Linked DNA regions of Sus scrofa: region 2 is linked to region 1. A link is a contact called in public HiChIP or PLAC-seq data. All regions are on one chromosome and are shown on one strand. Each heading gives the region's core, a stretch centred on a gene start, on an enhancer-like site or on the middle of the called end of the contact. The rest is flanking DNA. Distances are from core to core; before and after follow the strand shown. Region 1 overlaps FOXO3 (forkhead box O3). Region 2 overlaps LOC106508915 (a long non-coding RNA gene).

The links. HiChIP or PLAC-seq counts read pairs in DNA pulled down with a chosen protein or histone mark.
Region 2: an H3K27ac HiChIP or PLAC-seq map of skeletal muscle shows a contact between it and region 1. The contact joins two enhancer-like sites. A contact is called at or near these places in 4 of 47 Hi-C or Micro-C datasets (mesenteric adipose tissue, omental adipose tissue, retroperitoneal adipose tissue and 1 more) and 1 of 2 datasets of contacts at active chromatin or transcription factors (skeletal muscle).

What each region holds. Positions count from the first base shown.
Region 1 is chr1:74,645,177-74,650,267 of Sscrofa11.1, reverse strand. The region is part of intron 1 of FOXO3 (forkhead box O3); the gene reads right to left. Among named protein-coding and RNA genes, the nearest start is that of FOXO3, 18 kb to the right of the region's middle. Within about 2 kb of position 2,462, at least 8 of the 83 cell types and tissues checked have an H3K27ac peak or open chromatin away from gene starts, as enhancers often do. A contact at or near this core is called in skeletal muscle, where this site is marked.
Region 2 is chr1:74,781,597-74,786,687 of Sscrofa11.1, reverse strand. The region is part of intron 1 of LOC106508915 (a long non-coding RNA gene); the gene reads right to left. Among named protein-coding and RNA genes, the nearest start is that of ARMC2, 140 kb to the left of the region's middle. Within about 2 kb of position 2,342, at least 17 of the 83 cell types and tissues checked have an H3K27ac peak or open chromatin away from gene starts, as enhancers often do. A contact at or near this core is called in skeletal muscle, where this site is marked.

The sequences.
Region 1 (5,091 bases), core at 1,213-3,712:
ACAGTCTGCCCTGAAAATTGCCCCTTCAAAAAAGAAATAACCCCACATCTTCTGAAGGAGTCACTTATCTACATGACAAAAACCTAACCAAAAGGTATTAAGTTAAATAGGATAAATGCATTATCTTACGCTTCAGATGGTTTTTCTTTTAAATCTTCTAGGGCATCTCTGTTTACCTGCAGAAAGCAAAATTTTCAACTATTTTCAAAACATTATTAGTCAAATGACTGAGAAAAGAGATGTTTTTGAGTTCTCACAACTCCATATAAAAACTTCCATGTGAATTCTCGAGTGTAAAAAATACCCAATAGCACACGGGGCTGGGACCATGGGCTTCGTGACACACACCTGCCCTTCGCTTCCACTCACTAGGACAAGTCACAAGCCTGCTGGGCCTGCCCCTCACATTTGGACAACACGGTGTTTAGGGTGAGACCCACATTTAATCTAAATGCAGCTGGCAGGCACTTGCAGTGGCTAGTAAATAAATGGCCTATGCTGCACCAACAAAGAAGGAAAGGTGATTTCTTCTTTTTCAGGTGGGGATGAGGAGTGCAAGGACTATCACTTACATCTGCTTTACAGCCTGGAGAAAATGTGGCGAGCCTCAGCCCCAAGAATAATTACATTTCACCAGAATGCAAGTCTTAAAAGCCCTCTCTGTTCACAGTGGATGCTCATCTACAACCACACACTCAAGTCTGTTCTCCTGGGTTCTGAAAGAGCACCCAGCCAGGTATTACATACCTGCCTCAACCTGAACAGAAGGTCGTGCCAATTCCCCTCCTTGCGCTTTTAAGCCAAAATGAGAGATATGGTAGGACAGAACAGCCAAGGAAAGGCTCAGGCAGTTTTATAAAATCAAAATCCCTAATCCCTAATGGGTTAATTATTGATTTGGGAGTTTAGTTAGTCAAAGTAGAGAAAGATATGCTGATAGAGGTAGTCCCACCTCTATCACTTACCAAGTGCATGGCCTTGACCCTGTCACATAAACACCCTGGACCTCCGATTTCCCATCCATAAAGAAGAGCTGATGTGCATAAAACCCACAGCAGTGCCAGGCACATAATAAATGTTCATTAACAGTAGCTTTTAGGAGTTCCTGTCGTGGCGGAGTGGTTAATGAACCTGACTAGGAACCATGAGGTTGTGGGTTTGATCCCTGGCCTCGCTCAGTGGGTTAAGGATCCGGTGTTGCCGTGAGCTGTGGTGTAGGTCGCAGATGCGGCTCAGATCCTGCGTTGCTGTGGCTCTGGCGTAGGCCGGTGGCTACAGCTCCAATTCAACCCCTAGCCTGGGAACCTCCATATGCCTTGGGAGCAGCCCTAGAAAAGGCAAAAGGAAAAAAAAAAAAAAAAAAAAAAAAAAAACCAGTAGCTTTTAGTTACAGTCATGAAAAGGAAGAGTCAGCCGAAGGCTATGAGTGTTATCACACCCATTTGCTCCAATGCAGAGAAGATATAATTGCTTTTGCCCTTTTTTGAAGGGGAGGGGATAAAAGCTTCCTAATGTCACCCACAACCTTCCCCATATAACTAAGGGCCCAGGGCAGTTCTCCCCCAAACCAAAAGCCTCCTCTACAGACTCCTGGAGGGGATTTCTAAAGAATGGTTGAGCATATTGATGTCCCTTATTTCCATCTTCAGAACTGGGCCATGGGAGCCAAAGACTCGGATCCCTCTGATCCTTGGGCTGGAAGCCAGGCCTTCTTCATGGCTGCCAGGCAGGCTTTTTCTTTTGAGCCTGATTGTTCCATAAGGCACTTTACTCCTCTGTAAATGCATCCTTAACGCCAGATTTCTTTTCAACAAACACCACTATCACCACCACCAACCCCACCCACTCCCCCAAACATGCAAGCAGCAGCCCATCCTTCAGGAAACCCAAAATGGATGCGAACTGACATGCGTCATTTCATCTGTGGGCAGTGGCAGCTTTGGGGAGCATGTCACCACCACGGGCACTCAAGATCTCACCAAGCTGAATGACTTCCGCCTTCTTTAAAAGGCTGAGCACTCGCCTGAAGTCCAATTCTAAACGCTGCTGAGAGCATTACTGACGCACAGCTAGGACTCTCCTCCACATTCTGGCCCCAGACCTAAGTCTGTCAATGCAGCTTCCCCACCACTGCGTGAACCTTCTGATGTTCCAACCCCTAAACCTGCTTTCTTGATCCTTTCCAAGAATCGTGGTGAATCCTGGAGAGTGACTTGCTTGCCCTCTCCATCCCCAGGAAGAAAACACAGATCACTGTCCCTCTGAAGCTCATGTGGTCATGGATAGGGCTTCACAGAGGAAAAGGTATACTACTAATAGCTGAAAAATTTGTAATCCAAACTCACCCTGGTTTTTTTTCTCACTCCGTCAGATATAAGATTATTCACGAATCTCAGGCAACATCCTGAAGCAGCTGCTAGAAGGTCCTGAAATGAACTTTCAAGACCTGGCCAACCCACTGTTCTTGGCACTATTTATATTCCTAAAGCCATCAGCTAAGTTTGATATGGCTACTCAAGAGGCCCAGTTTAATGGACTCCAGAATCCAATGATACTGATAAGCAGCAATAAGGTGTCTGCATCTTTACCCGGCTTCGCCTTGTGGTGGGAGAGGCCACGCGTCATTAAGACTCTAGGCCAAGGTGAACACCATCTCCTCACCACTGCCTCGCCTCTGCCCTCAACACGAAGCAGCACCACTTTCCCCTTCACGTCACTGGCCCTCTCACACTGATTACACCCAGCACATTTTAATCTTATCTCTCTCCCACATGTCCCACGTCCGTCTGCAGATGAGTCAGGGAACTACCCCCTATCCGATGCTGGTCTTAAACCAGGAAATGTTCCCCCAAGACCAAAACAAACGAGGAGAAGAGATCACAAAATGACAAGAATCCAACCTAAACACAAGTCCTCTGAACACAGTACATGCACTGGGATGAACACTTGGCTTCCTCTGTGCACCTGAAAGGATCCTTTGGTGGGGGACGGGGCGGGGGTGCTGGTGCCCTTGACTACACAGAAAGCTACATGGCAACAAGGACCTATGGAAAGTCTACACTGTCTGTCTAGGGCCAAGAACTCTGTTACATCTCCACAGATATCACTGCAAGTTCTCTGTTCATCTCTTCCCACTCTTCAGGCCTCTGAAGTCAAAATGGCGTGAGAAATTTGATTTTTGATTTCGAATCTGTCCCCAGAAAAATTCCAGACTCAGCAAATGACTAAAAGCAGTGGTTCTCAAACTTCAGCTTGCAGCAGAATTACCTGGAGGCCTCTGACAACACGGATTGCTGGGTCCAGAGTTTCTGATTCAATACATCTAGGGTTGGGCCCAAGAACCTGAATTTCCAACAAGTTCCTAGGTGATGCTGCTGGTATGGAGACCATGCTTTGAGAAATTAATGCATTGGAACATGATAGAATCCTCTAGTATATCAGATTAGGTTGCACAAAAGAGGGATAGTGAGTTTATGCGTCTCAGATGTCAAGAATTATGCAATGACTTGAAATAGCACCATCTCTTATTACAAATTCCTGGAAACTTCAAAATTAGTTATCCAGGGTCCAGTGGAGACTAGAAAAACAAGTGCGAGTTGAAAACTAAAGAAGCCACATCATTTATAACAAAAGAAAGTACAGAGGATATTGTAGTTAAATCGTTTATTAAATAATGACATCTTTGCCTCAGAAGCCAATCATTCTCTTAGATTCCACTATGACAGCACCCCCCCCTTTTTTTTCTTTTGGATGCCCCATGGCATACAGAAGTTCCTGGGCCAGGGGTCGAACCTGAGCCAAGAAGTGAAAACCCTGGATCCTTAACCTGATGAGCCACCAGGAAACTCCCAACAACACCCCTTTTTATATGGAGCTTCTAGGAGGCAAACTCCACTTTCTAATCTCCTTGTAGAGAAAAAGGGTGGAAATAGGCCTCAAAGTCATTACTAAATTTGTTAGTAACTTCCACAGACAAACGTTCTAAATTTTCTAAGACAATGTTCTCACCCCCAACTATACGATATAACTACCTGGGAGCTTTAAAAATATATAGAGGAGCTCCCTTTGTGGCTCAGCGGTAACAAACCTGACTAGTATCCATGAGGATGCAGGTTCCACCCCCGGCCTCACTCAGCGGGTTAAGGATCCAGCATTGCCACAAGCTGCAGTGTAGGTTGCAGACACAGCTTGGATTCCATGTTGCTGTGGCTTAGGCTGGCAGCTACAGCTCCAGTATGACTCCCAGCCTGGGAACTTCCAATATGCCACAGGTTCGGCCCTAAAAAGATAGACAGATAGGTAGGTAGGTAGATAGATAAGTAAATAACTAAGATGCTCAGGCCCATACCTAGAGATTCTGACCCAACTGGTTTAGGATGGGACCTAGATACCTGTGTTTTCCAAAGCTCCCCCATGAGGCAGTTGAGGCTGAAAACTACTGATGCAGGAGAAAGATGAGAGACGATGGGTACTGGGAAAGAGAGAAGGGCAGTAAGACCCCTTTAGATAATGTCTAATGACACAAAAGAGAAGAGAAGGGGAGAGCAGCTGGGAAAAGTAAAATTGAGTCTCTTAGATTCTGAGACTGATCTAAGGATCGACCCAACATCGGTAGTTTCAGGTTCAAAAATCAGAAACAGTTAGATAATCAAGGAGGTATACTCAATTGCCAAAGATGTGGCAACAGTCCAAAGGACATATCAGGAAACCCTTTTTAAAAGGGTACTATTTTTTCTCCCCCCAGAGGAGTTAATAACTAGGAACTTGAGGCAAAGAGCTTTCACATCTCACAAACAATGCCTAAAAGTTCAACTATGAAATCATGTTCAACTCCTCCAAAATGATGTTCAATTCCTCTAAAAGTTCAACCTGAAAAGCAATAAAATGTATCCCTGAGCAAAACTTAAAAAAAAAAAAAAAATGTTTTTGTTTTAAGGGGAAGTAGCAGTAACTCTCAGAGCCCTTTGTAATTGAAATTATCCTCCCAGTAACCACACTGACAAGTGAATTTTCAAAGTGTAAAACCATGTCATACAGATGATAAAACCAAGATAGTTATTTTCTTCTTTTCCTTCTTGACTAAGCACATAT
Region 2 (5,091 bases), core at 1,093-3,592, 140 kb before region 1:
AAATAATTACTCTGGTTTTGAAATTTGCTACATTTAAGAAATGTGCTATGGGAGTTCCCGTCGTGACGCAGCAGAAACGAATCCAATGAGGAAGCACGGGGTTGCGGGTTCCATCCCTGGCCTTGCTCAGTGGGTTAAGGATCCGGTGTTGCCATGAGCTGTGGTGCAGGTCGCAGATGCGGCTCAGGTCCCACATTGCTGTGGCTCTGGCATAAGCCGGTAGCTACAGCTCCGATTCAACCCCTGGCCTGGGAACCTCCATATGCTGTGGGTGTGGGCCTAAAAAGATTTAAAAAAAAAAAAAAGACCTAAATAAATGTGCTATGAACACTTTTGGAGAGTTATTTTTTCATAATGCTCAAAGTTAAAGCATTATCCCCATCAGACACGTGGTAAGGCTGGGGGCCCATATTTTTCCATTTCAATCAGCAGGACCCTCAACTTGCAGCTCAAGGTTCTATCCAGTTTCTCAAACTCCCTGGCTTTCATCCATTTCAAATATTCAAAATCAGAGCTCTTTGCTCACCCCACTCACCCTGACCTCCAGGTCTGTCTTAGGTTGGCTTCCCCAGAAAGCAGACTTTTTTGGGCACAAGTAATTTGTCAAGGAGGTGCTTCTAGAGGTAACCAGTAACGGGAGCAGAACAGGGAAGGAGAGAAAGGCCAGCCAGGGGGAGGTCTCAGCAGAGTCACAGAGAGCAGCTTTAGACCAACCCTGCTGGGGACCAGACCTGTGCACCCGAGGGGACAGGAACCGGAGATGCAGGTGAGGAAAGGCCAGGCAGTGGAAGTGGGAGGGACCCTGTTCACCATCTTTCCCAGCGACCTACATACATTCGAGGGAGTTGTGCTTCCCCTTGTTACACCTTTAGGTTCTGTGGTTCTAGGGAGCTTAATTCCCAGAAGGGAGATACTTCCAGCAGGGACACAAGAAGAGTCCATCCAACCTAAATCTAGGGCAACCATCTGGTCATTTGGGGGATTCTCACACTGTAGAGCATCAGGCAAAGAAAGGAGCTGCCGTGCTGGCAGGATGATGAATGCTGCTCCTTAGGAGGAGGCCCTCAACTTCCTACCATGGGCCAGGCAGGAGTAGGTACTGAACTCAGGGCTGCTTCAGTTTGCCCCCACACCCAGTGTCAACTATGACCCGGCAATCATAGCCGGCACGGCCCTGGTAACCAGGGTTCAGACTCCTCACAGATGAAGGCCTGGGTCACCCTGTCAAGGGAGCAACCAGTAGAGGTGCCAGCCGGCAAGGGTGCGGGGCGGAGGAGGGTTGCAGACATATCAGTTGCCTCCAGTCTCGCTGGAGCAGGCGAGGGCTGTCAATTGTCCAACTAACTCACCTCTTGTACATTTTCCCTAAAAATTGCAACCAATCTCCGCCACGAAAACTCCGTGATGAGAGGGGCTGAACCTGAAGGTGGGGTGCAGGGGAACAGGGTCTGTACAGCTCCTCTCAGATTCCTTTGGGTTTTTTGTTCCCTCCTGCCTTCCCCGTGTTTGGCTTCCCAGCCCTGCCCCTGAAAGAAAGTGCGGGGGGGGGGGGGGGGGGTAGGAGGGGAGGCTGGCTTCTCCAAAGCAGGCCCCAGATGGGGATTTGACAGGTGCTTGTGTGAGGGAGGGGCACAGGCCTGAGCTCACAGAGGGGGCTGGGCCTGACTGTAAGTCTGAGCTCTCTCTTCCTGCAGCCACCACAGCTCCAGAGCCCCCAGGGCCCATCTGCCAAACAACCACAGAGCTGGCTTGGGAAGAGAAAACCCATCCAGGCCTGGGGTGCACAAGAAGCGGCAAAAACGGACCAGGGGGAGTATGGGGGGCCGAGCGGGTGGGCACTGTTACCAGCTTTACTATAGAAATGCTTTGGGGGTTGCTTTACTTCCTGTAAGAATGAATTTGGCCCAAAACACAAGAAACCAGTCAGTCTGTTCCAACAGGACCGGAAGACCACGTGTGCCCCATCTGACCTTCCGGCCAAGCGTGCAGGGGAAGGCGGGTGCAGTCCTGCCTTCCAGAACGGTCCCTCCGGCCGCAGCAAGGGGAAGCCACCTGTGGACTTCTTAAACCACAGCCCAGCAAGCCCCCAGGCAGCCTCTCATTACGGGGCAGAAGGGAAATACGGGGGGGGGAAATACGTGTCCCCGTAGAGTCGAGACTGGCGAGGTCACTCTGAATCCGAGAAGTAAAAAAACAAATCAAAACAGAGAACTGGCACTGACAGGTTCAAGACACAATTTGCTGCTTCAAATTACACTTCCTAAGTTTTGCTTGGGCTTGGAGTTATTTTCAAGCCAGGCAGGTTTCCAAGAGTCAAAAGCTCTGTTGCGAGCAGCCACACTCATTGGTCCATTCCTTGTGTCTTTCTTTCCGTGCACGTTGATGGAACGCCTGCCCTGCAAACAACCACAGGGCTGGGGGAGAAAAAGAAACACTGGCCCTGCCCTTACAGAGTTTATGGTTTACTAGGGAGACAATCGCTCGATAAATAAGTCCACTCATAGATATGGAAAGACAAATTATGAGGGCATCTTGGCAGAAAAATAGAATGTCATGAGAGGGAAGAGCCGAGTGAACTAAATTAATTTCATCGGTCAGGAGAGATCCCTCTGAGGGAATGGCTTGTCCATGGAGGCCTGAGGATGAGTAGGAGTCAAACTATGAAGGAGAGGGAGGTTGGGCGTTCATGGACTGGCCTGCCTGGGCAGAAAGAACAGCCTGAAATTGGGAAAGACAAGTGTTGACCTAAGGCTCAGACAAACCAGAGCAGGCAAAGCCAAGCACCCCAGCTGCCCCAGAGACCCAAGGAAAAGCTTAAGCTTGTTTCTGTATGTGCGCAGTGGGAGTGGGGCTTCAGGAAGGGAAGGGCAGGGGATGGGCTGGTGTAGTGGTAAAACCTGCTCTGGGTCAGGTACTTAAAAAAAACCTTTTTTTTTTTTCCTTTGTCTTTTTAGGGCCGCACCCAAGGCCTTTGGAGGTTCCCAGGCTAGGGGTCCAATTGGAGCTGTAGCCACCGGCCTACACCACAGCCACAGCAACATGGGATCTGAGCTGCATCTGCGACCTACGCCACAGCTCAGGGCAATGCCAGATCCTTAACCCACTGAGCAAAGCCAGGGATCGAACCCGAGTCCTCACGGATCCTAGTCAGTTTCGTTACCCCTGAGCCATGACAGGAACTCCTCATATCCCCTCTTATTCATCTCCCAAAACAACCCTGTATGGGTGGTGGTAGCTTCCCCACGCACAAAGTTCAGATGGGTGGAGTGGCGTGCCCAACACCTGCTCTCTCACAGTGGGTGAGGGCAGATATGGAACTAAAAGCTGGGGACAATGAGGTCACCAGCTCCCAGATCATGTTAGGTTTTATGACCTTGACAGCTCCCACAGACAACCACATGGTCTTTAGCGATATTATTAACTGAGTAGTTGTGAGGCTGATGCTTGGATGCTCAGAGCCTGCATCTGGTAGCTGAGAAGCCTGTGCTTCTGAACCAGGGCTGCTTCCTCCTCATAACCTAGCAATGGCTACGCTGACTCAGACCCACAGTCCACCCACAGTGCAGGGACATGGCTGTCCTCATGGAGGTCAACGTTAAAGGCCAGAGCCATCCTGCTTCTCTTCAATAGCCAATTATTGATCTAACACCTTTGAATTTAACTAAAACTGTTTTGTTGTTGTTGTTGTTGTTTTTGTTTGTTTGTTTGTTTGCTTTTTTAGAGCTGTACCCTAGGCATATGGAGGTTCCCAGGCTAGGGGTTGAATTGGAGCTACAGCTGCCAGCCAACACCATAGCTCACAGCAATGCAGGATCTGAGTCTCATCTTCGACCTACACCACAGCTCATAGCAACGCTGGATCCTTAACCCACTGAGCGAGGCCAGGGATCAAATCCGCATTGTCATGGATCCTAGTCGAGTTCATTAACTGCTGAGCATGAAGGGAACTCCCCAATAGGTTTTTCTTTAAAAAAAAAAAAAAGTTTTAGGAGTCACCTTCATGGCTACAGGTGCTACAGGCCTCTTCTTGGCCAAATCTGTGCTGGCTGTAGTGGGAGAATGTAAAATACTCTCCCCGTAAGGATTTTGGTGGGTTTTTTTCAATATATAAATTTTTATGGAATTATATATTCAGAAAGGTCCACAAATCATACATTTTCATCAAATAACTATGCTTGTGTAACTACCACCCAGATCAATAATAGAACCTCATCAGCTCCAGAAAAGAGGCCTGTGCCCTCTTCCTGGCAACGCACCCCTCCTCTCCTTCCAAGAGGGAACTGGTGTTCTGACCATGTGTTTGTCTCCTATTGTTGTTGTAACAAATTACCATAAACTTAGTGGCTTCCAACAGCACATATTTATTCTCTTGTAGCTCTGGAGAACAGAAGTCCAAAATCAGTCTCATTGGGCCAAAATCAAGTTATCTGCAGGGCTGTTTCCTTCTAGAGGTTTCTAAGGGAGAATTTATTTTGATCCCTTTTCCACCAGTTTCTACAGACCACCTGCATTTCTTTTTTTGGGGGGTGGAGGGCGCAGTCATGGCATATGGAGGTTCCCAGGCTACAGGTCCAATCGAAGCTGTAGCCGCCAGCCTACATACAGCACAGCCACAGCAATGCAAGATCCAAGCCGCGTCTGCAACCTACACCACAGCTCATGGTAACGCTGGATCCTTAACCCACTGAGCGAGGTCAGGGAATCAAACCTGCAACCTCATGGTTCCTAGTTGGATTCGTTTCCACTTGGCCACGATGGGAACTCCCAACCACCTCCACTTCTTTACCTCCATGTGGCCCCCTACCTGTATCTTCAAAGCCAGCATCATAACATCTCCTGACTCTGATCCTCTTGTTCCGTCTTATTAGGACCCTTATAATTAGGTTGAGCTCATCTGGATAATCAAGGATAATCTTTCCATCTCAGAATCCTTTATTAAATCACATCTGCAAAATCTCTTTTACAAACTAAGGTAATATACTCACAGGTTAAGGGGACTAGGCCATGGATATCTTTGGGAGTTCACTATTTGGACCATAAAGGTTCAAAGGTTCATTTTGCTTCTTTTTAAACTTTTTATAAATGGAATCA